Regions from separate parts of the Triticum aestivum genome. Here region 1 is linked to region 2. The links are chromatin contacts, called in public HiCAR-type maps. All regions are on one chromosome and are shown on one strand. The core of a region is the stretch at or near the end of the contact, and the rest is flanking DNA. Distances in the headings are between cores, read along the strand shown.

Region 1 (3,931 bases), core at 377-2,876, 200 kb before region 2:
CGTCCCGGCCAGTTAAGGGGCCCCATCCTTCGGTTGGGGAGGAAGGAAGGAAGACAACAAGGCGCCAGCTAATATATTTGGTTCAGGGTGGCCAGCATGCAGTGGCATTGCTGTACCCGCGGCTCTCTTCCATTTGTGAACCATTCCGGGGATTCCATCGGGCTACAGGCCCATTGACTAGGTACAGGAGCAATGGGCTTATTTGGACCCTATCAAAGTTAGCCCACCTGCCCTGATCATTCCATTTGGAAAGCAGTAAGGCAACTCTAGTAGTAGTATAGTGTGCTCCTACTGTTTACACTAGGGAAATTACTTTGATTTCTATCATATCAGTGGCGTTGCTAGCTTTGGTTTCACTTTTTGCTGTAAAGATGTTATGGGCTTTTGTATGGATGCATGGCTTCGTACACTTTTTCTTTGGTTTACCTGAGAGAGATGAGATGAGATGAGACGAGAGGAGAAAAAGGGGGTGGCAGGTGGGTGAAGTGTGGAAGGAAGGAAGCTGGGAAAGAAGAAAGGACAAGACGCTTTGTCCCGTCGATGATGCGATGCTGGTAACAGAAAAGATGATTGACGAATTTGTCAACTAGCAACGCATGCATGCGCTCGAGCGGTAGGGCTTTCCCTCATGTCTCCATGCCATGCTAGTACCGTAGACGTAGTACTCCACTCACTGTTACCTTTTTTATTTCTTTGGTCGAAACTATTACTGTTTGTTTGTAATGAGAGTACATTTTGTCACTGGTCTACCAGCCGTAATGAATGCTCCTGCGTACTTGCCTCGTCGCGACGCAATCACGGGCCGGGGCGTTTGTTTATGTTCGTATGCATACATACATATCCGGCGCCTAATCAACCACCCCGGCGCTTAATTAAGCGCGGGTCTGGTCGGGGTCGGGTCACGTCTAATTAATCCGGTCGCCGACGTAGCTAGATGTCCACCCGGGACCCAGCTGTAGAGAGAGCCTCGCCCGCTCCCGCTGCGCCTGCTGACACGTACGTACGTGTACGCGTCTGTGGCTCGCGCCATACACACGCCACCGCCTGCTCCTCCGTCTCCTCCCTCCCTCTCTCTCTCAAAGAACGGACGGTAAGAAGACCGCCATGGCTGGTGTGGCAGCTACGCTTTAAAGTCTCAAGCCGGCGCCATGGTCAAGTCAAGCAAGCAAGAAAAAGTGGCCTCCGTGTGGTTAGCTGCATCAGCTAGCTAGCGATCGATAGTTAACAGACACTGATACTGGAGAGAAGTAATTAACAGACCGAGAAGAACCTAGCAAGCTAGCTAACTAATCACTGCATCATGCTTCGCGAGGTTCTTTGGATTAAAAGAGAGGCCGGGGTCTTACCTGCAGAGGATCAACGCCGCCGAGAGGGGGCAGAAGCTCTATCTCCACTACTCCGGCTTCGAGACTCGACTCCACCGGCAGTGGCGCGCCGCGACGGCAGCTTGCTCCGGCGCCTCCTCACCGTTCGTGTTTGGAGCCGGAGAGGCCTGCTGGAGAAGAGGAGCGAGGCTGCAAGAGTAGCTAGAGAGAAGGGAAAGGAACAAGGCTTATGGGGGGTTTAAGGAAGGAGTGGGGAGAGAGGGGCCGGCCTGGGACATTTGGGAATCAGGGAGGCCCTGAGCATTTATATACACAGAAGAAGAGAGACGCGGGCAGGGAGCGGGTGGTGGCCAGCGGCAGCGGCCGCGTACGCTGCAGATGGATAGATAGATAGATTTCTCTTTTCTTTTTTCTTTTGAGAGTAGATAGATATCTCTTTTTCTAAGACAAGGAAGGAAACTGATGCTTTATCAGAACAGCGGCGCGCTATCTGTCCGACCGAGCGTGACGACGGACGGGCGTTGTGGAAATGAAATGGATTCTCCCACGAAATCCTCCGGCGCACGTCCCAGACCGCACCAAGCAAAGCGAAAAGGCCGCAGAAAAGGTGACGTGGAACTGCTGGGTCGCCCGAGGATGGCGTGTCTGCGTGCGTGTAGCGGTTTGTCCGTTCGCCTCACTTTCCATGACAGCTAATATCCAGAGGAGAGAGGGAGAGGGAGAGGATATGGGGCCAAAGGCGTGACCGGGGGAGAGGGGCGCAGCAGGAGAGGACAGGGCTCAGGGGGTGACGCCATATGCCCAGCCCACGGAGAGGGACGGGGACAAACGGGCCCGTCTGCTCGCTCTCTCGCTCGCTTTGCGGTGCGGTGCCGTGCCGCGCCGCGCAGGCCGCAGCGGGAGGACGTGCGGCGTGGCGCGGGCGTGGGGGCGCCGTGCGGGTGACATTTGTGCGGGGCTGCATGCGCCGAAAGGGACGGCGATCGCCAGCCACCAGGTGTGTTTTTCTTTCTGCATGCACCGCGGGCGGGATCGTCGACCGGCGACTTGTCCACGTCTGGTGTATGGTAGAATACCGCCGGGCTGGGGTATGCGACGCAGTACAGCGATGTGTATACAGCCTGGTGGTGTCTTCCGTCGACAAGAAAAATACGTATGTATGGCATAGGTGTGTAGACGTGCGGTGGCTAGCAGGCGTTGCGTGCCGCTCTTGGCAAAAGCTACGGCGCCTACGCGTATTGCCGCATTTAGCAATTTGGAATGGTTCCGGAAAGTAAAGAGGGTCACGTGTATTCTTACTTTTTCTCTTCTATCTTCGAATATTTGCCTGGTTTCCCTGGTTTATTTCAACTTTTATACTCACTCCCCTAGAAAGAAGGCATGTCAATTTTGTCTTGAGTCAAACGACCCAAAGTCGTTTCTAAGAAAGACTATCAAGAACTACGATATCAAATTAATATTGTTGGGCAGTGAACAGAATATATTTCCGTAATATCTTAGTTATATGTAGTTTTCGTAATTGTTGATGATTTTTCCTATAAACTTGATCATACTGTGCAGTGTTTGACTTCAAACAAAAGTTTATGTTCCTGAGAGGGAAAGAGTATATTGTCAAACCCTAGATTTTTCCCAAATCTGGTATGTTAAAAATTTCATAGGGAATTAAAAAAATTCTAGTAAAGACCCAAGAATGCCTAGGATTGCTTGTGATTGACCTTGATTTGCATGACTGTTGTTTGATTGTCTACTTAAGAAGGGTTAAAAGCCTAATGCAACTAGTAGAAATCTAGCCAGCCTTTGGTTGAAACCAAATCATTTTGAAATATTATTTAGGCATAAGGCTATCCTTAGTAAGTCCCAAGTAATATTCAAGCCAAAATGTTTTTCCTAACAACTGAATTAAATTTATCTTGAAATCAATTCAAAGGCCAAGGGAAATTATTTAAGAATGGGTTTGCAATTATTTGGCAGGAAAGTGAATTTCATAAGTCCAACTAATGAGTTTAACCTTTTGCCAATTTTTCAAATTGGATGCGAAACACATTTGGTTTTGAAACCAAATTCAAATTCAAAAGGGAAATAAAGGTGCATAAAGTATTTGTCCAAAATGCCCAAACAAAAGGTCCAGCAGCTTAGGATTTTTTAGATATATTTTAGAGCACTTTGCTTTTGGAATAAAATTCAAATTCTGATCAGATTTGAATTTAGAAAGAAACAAAAAAGAGAGAAAAAGAAAACAGAAAATAGAAAAACAAAAGAAAAGAAAAAGAAAAGGGCCTAGCCAGCCAAGCCGGCCCTGCAATGAGCCAGCCTAGCCAGCCAGCCCCCGCCCTCTCTCCCCCTCTCGCTGACGTGCGGGGCTCGCACGTTAGGGTCATCCCTCATCTCTGGCAACCGCTCGCGCCCACGATCCCGCCCACGACCGAGTGCACACGTGTGCACGATCCCCACTCCGCACGCCGTTGAGGATCTTCCCCCCAGAGGAGACCCGACATAGTGTAACCCGGTTCTTGAGCTTGTATGCTCTAGAAGTCACACCACTTCCGGGTCACAGAGAAGCTAAACCAGAAGAAAGATTGAAGGCCCAAAACGAGACCCGACCTCAG
Region 2 (3,791 bases), core at 856-3,355:
GTTCAGGCATTATAAGAGATTGAAAAATCTGCACAGAACTATCGTTACAAATATAGCATTTCAGAAAGAATGACAATGATAAGGAAGAAAGGAGCAATGCAATTACCGTGAGTACAAAAGCAACAGTTGCTAACACAACTTGGACCACTTCATACAACGAATCCGTGAAAGATTCGTCATCTGGGCCATCAGAACCACCACCACTGCCTCCATAACGTTTATTATTTCCTCCATTTCCACCAGACCCCTGTCCTGTAATCTTAGCTATTTGCTCCATCAGGAAGCCTTGTATAGACTGTTGCTTTTTTGCTCCATCCATTGCTTTGTTCAAAGATTCCATAGAGAATGGCTGAAAAGAAAGCAACAGTAAATTTAGCAGATGGTCCCACATGAGCAATTGTGCCTAACAACCTTGATGTGCTTGGTGTGTAGCATATCAACTGCCCAGCACAACCCATTTTACACCATATCCCTATTTCACAAAGAGGAATTCCTGAAACTAATGTATTCCTACAACATCAATAAGAAACTTCCATTGTGCCAAACCAATTAAAACTTGACAATTTTGCTAAGCTGCAAGGAGGTTGCAAGTTTCCAATAGATACCCCACCACAAAGTAAGTAAATGATCAATCATAAGAAAGCTGTGAATGCTACTTACATCATTGACAAAATCAAGGTTTCCCTTCCCGCTTGAGGCATATACAGGACCAAGCCTCTTATGGCAAGCAGCAACAACAAGCCTTGGATATACTTTCTCTTGCAGCTTGCAAGATCTAGAAAAATGTTGCCATACAGAATGTTGAGGAAGTATTTTGCAAGTTCTCCCAAGACCTAATGGTCTGTCCAAAGTGAGCCCACCAAGAGGCTTGTACGTTGTAGCTTGGCAGTAGCTCATGTTTCCAACTTCTTGAATTCTAGAATTAACCAGAGCCAAATAGAGGTTAAAAATAGGAATGCTTACATACTGAATTAGGAGGAAGAATGTCAAATATCCACAACAGTATCAAGTATCGATTGAACTAATCTACTTCAAAACAATGAAATTTCTACCTTTTGCATAGAACGAATAGGCCAGTGCAATCCCCTACTGCTACGAACTAAACTAAGCATGTTTGTTGTCAACAACTTCCCAAACAAAAACCGAGTCCGTGTGAAGGGATTTTGGGCAGAAGAAAAAAGAATTTCCAGGTAAAGCAAAATTCCTGATGTTCAGAGAGGATTATGATGGAGATCAGGTGAAACCTATGAGCCCCACCTGAAATCAACTACTTCCTCTGTTCACAAATATAAGATGTTTTCGATATTTCAATATGAACTAACATACGGACTGAAATGAATGAACAAACACATAAAACTTGTCTATATACATCCGATTCAGAAAAAAGTTAGAACATCTTATATTTGTGAACTGAGGGAGTACTTAGGAATTCCAAGCCTGACACAAAACTACCCCAAAAGCTAAGTAAAGCAAACACAACAGCCAACCGTTATGAGATCACACTTGAACACCAATGCAGGCTGAAGTGCAGCATTCTACCCTTGTATTCCCGATACTCTTTAGTAAAATTAAAATGTACTCGTACTACCCAACAAGCAGAAAATCATGCCACGGGCAAAGCAAAACCGGTACTACGTACAGCTCATAGGTCGACAGCCAGGGGGCAGATCTAGATGGTGTGCCGGGTGCGCACCAGGACACCCCTTAATTGTGAAGGTCAGTGGGATTAATCTAATTGCTGGAGTGGAGGGTAATACCTCATACCTCAAAACCCAATGGCCAAAGACCGCGGACGGGGTGGATACAGCAGGAACGCGACGTCCCGGCGAGGAAGAACGGTGACGGCCGGTCGTGTGGGGGCGGGGGCGGGATCGAGGCGTCAGCTGTAGCCTGTGGTATAGGCTATAGGAGAGATTCAGAGGGAGGACTCAGGAGGGAGCGGAAAGAAAGGCACGGGAAGAGGAGTAGAGCTCGGCTCCGCCGCGCCGCGCCGCGGCGAGCTCTCCGGTGGGCGGAGAGCGGGGACGGCGGAAGGAGGCGGAGTGGGGAGAGGAAGGATTGGATTGCGTCGTCCTGTTTCCGCTACAGAGGGGACCTTTTCGTACAACCGTACTGTACAGTGTACACTGTAGCCCTTTTGGGCTGGTTTGTTAGTTCTGGGCCTACTTCACGCCAACAGACCAAAATATATCATGGTGCTTCTTGAAAGTCTGTTTTAAACATAAAAAAGAACGGCTCAAAAAAAACTTAAAAACGACAGATTTTTTAAAGTTTGTTTTAAACTCGGCAGATTTTTTTTTGAGAAATCTCGTCAGCCTTTTCAGCCTTTATTGATTCAAAGTAATGTCCACAATTACAACAGTTGGGTCATAAGGATTGCCCAACCACACATGTCTAACTATAACAAGATTACAAACAAATTTGACGAGATTATCGGCCTTGAAATTGAAGTTTCTGCGTTTATGAATGAAACTACAAAACTGAAAACTAGCTTTACGTTCTAATATTCATGTATAATAGTAGCATGGGACCCTATCTCCCATAAACTTAGCAGATGGCAGACACTAAATAAGGGGTACCCTTGAGGAAGCCCCTCAATGGTCTTTTTTGGTGGGCTAAGAGTGCGTCAGCCGTCGCCATATGTCGCGTGTTGGGCGCTTCCTCAAGATTTTATTTTTCTATTTATTTTTGTACGCGTTTTCGGGTTTTAGCTGGGTTTTTTGGGGGTAGGGAGGTTGGCTTTTTAGTTTTCGCCCGGTCTTCCTTAGGTTTTGGACAAAAAATAAAAAAAATGCACGGAAAAATGCGCTTTTTTTTCACGAGAGGCACAAATTTGCTTCCCATGGAGGCATAAATTTGCTTCCGCCGGAGGCAAAGTTGTGCCTCTTGAAACGACAAAAAAATATGTTTTTTTCGCTAGAGGCATAGATTTGCTTCTCGTGGAGGCACAGATTTGCTTCCACAAGAGGCACAGTTGTGCCTCTCGAGAAAGGAAAAACGCGTACTTTTTCTTCCGTGAGAGGCATATATTTGCTTCTCGTGAAGGCACAGGTTTGCTTCCGCAAGAGGCACAGATGTGCTTCATGGAAAGGAAAAAATTATTATTTTTCTTCCGCGAGAGGCACAAATTTGCTTCTACTATAATTGTGCCTCTCGAAAAGGGAAAAAGGGGAGGGATCGTACTTCCGACTCGTTTTTTGGTTTTTTCATGAAAAAAGTTCGTCGGAACCTATTAATATGGGATTTAGTTTCGAAAATCTCGGCGCGAGAATTCCAACGGTGAAAACAGTTCGTGATTTGGGCTCACTTTTTAAGAGATCAAATGTTTGGAATAAACCAATCTACGAAAAAAACGGAAATACAAACGCCCACATGTGTGGGCGTTTGCATCTCGCCCACACGCGTGGATCCATGTCCGTTTGTGGTTGCACGAATTTTGGCATGTTTGTGGTGCCATGTAGGACTGGGCTGGTGTGTGGGCATTCATCCGGTCGCCCACACGCCCGTTTTCACCACACGGAGGGACCGATGTGTGGGCATTTAGCAGTTCGTCCACACGTCAGTTTTCACTCACGCACAGGGGCTGGTGTGTGGGCATTTATCAGTTTGCCCACACGCCCGTCTCCTCTCCCACACCCAAAGCTGTCAGTTGCCATGTGTTTTGCAGGGCACATGGCAACTGCCCTAGTGTGCTTGTAAGCAGATGGCAACTCTCTCTTTTACCCGAACATGTCAGGTGCCATGTGTTTTGCAGGGTACATGGCAACTGCCCTAGTGTGCTTGTAAGCAGA

The links. HiCAR-type assays count read pairs that join an accessible place to other places.
Region 1: a HiCAR-type map of leaf shows a contact between it and region 2, with 7 times the contacts expected there. The contact joins the promoter of LOC123053739 here to the promoter of LOC123053738 in region 2. A contact is called at or near these places in 5 of 5 Hi-C or Micro-C datasets (leaf, root and an unstated tissue) and 1 of 1 datasets of contacts at active chromatin or transcription factors (leaf).

What each region holds. Positions count from the first base shown.
Region 1 is chr2D:447,718,612-447,722,542 of IWGSC CS RefSeq v2.1, reverse strand. LOC123053739 (transcription factor bHLH153) reads right to left here and starts at 1,626. Exons shown (of 5, transcript XM_044477274.1): 1 at 1,347-1,626.
Region 2 is chr2D:447,522,063-447,525,853 of IWGSC CS RefSeq v2.1, reverse strand. LOC123053738 reads right to left here and starts at 2,105. Exons shown (of 4, transcript XM_044477272.1): 1 at 1,758-2,105; 2 at 673-916; 3 at 107-349. The coding sequence starts at 1,762.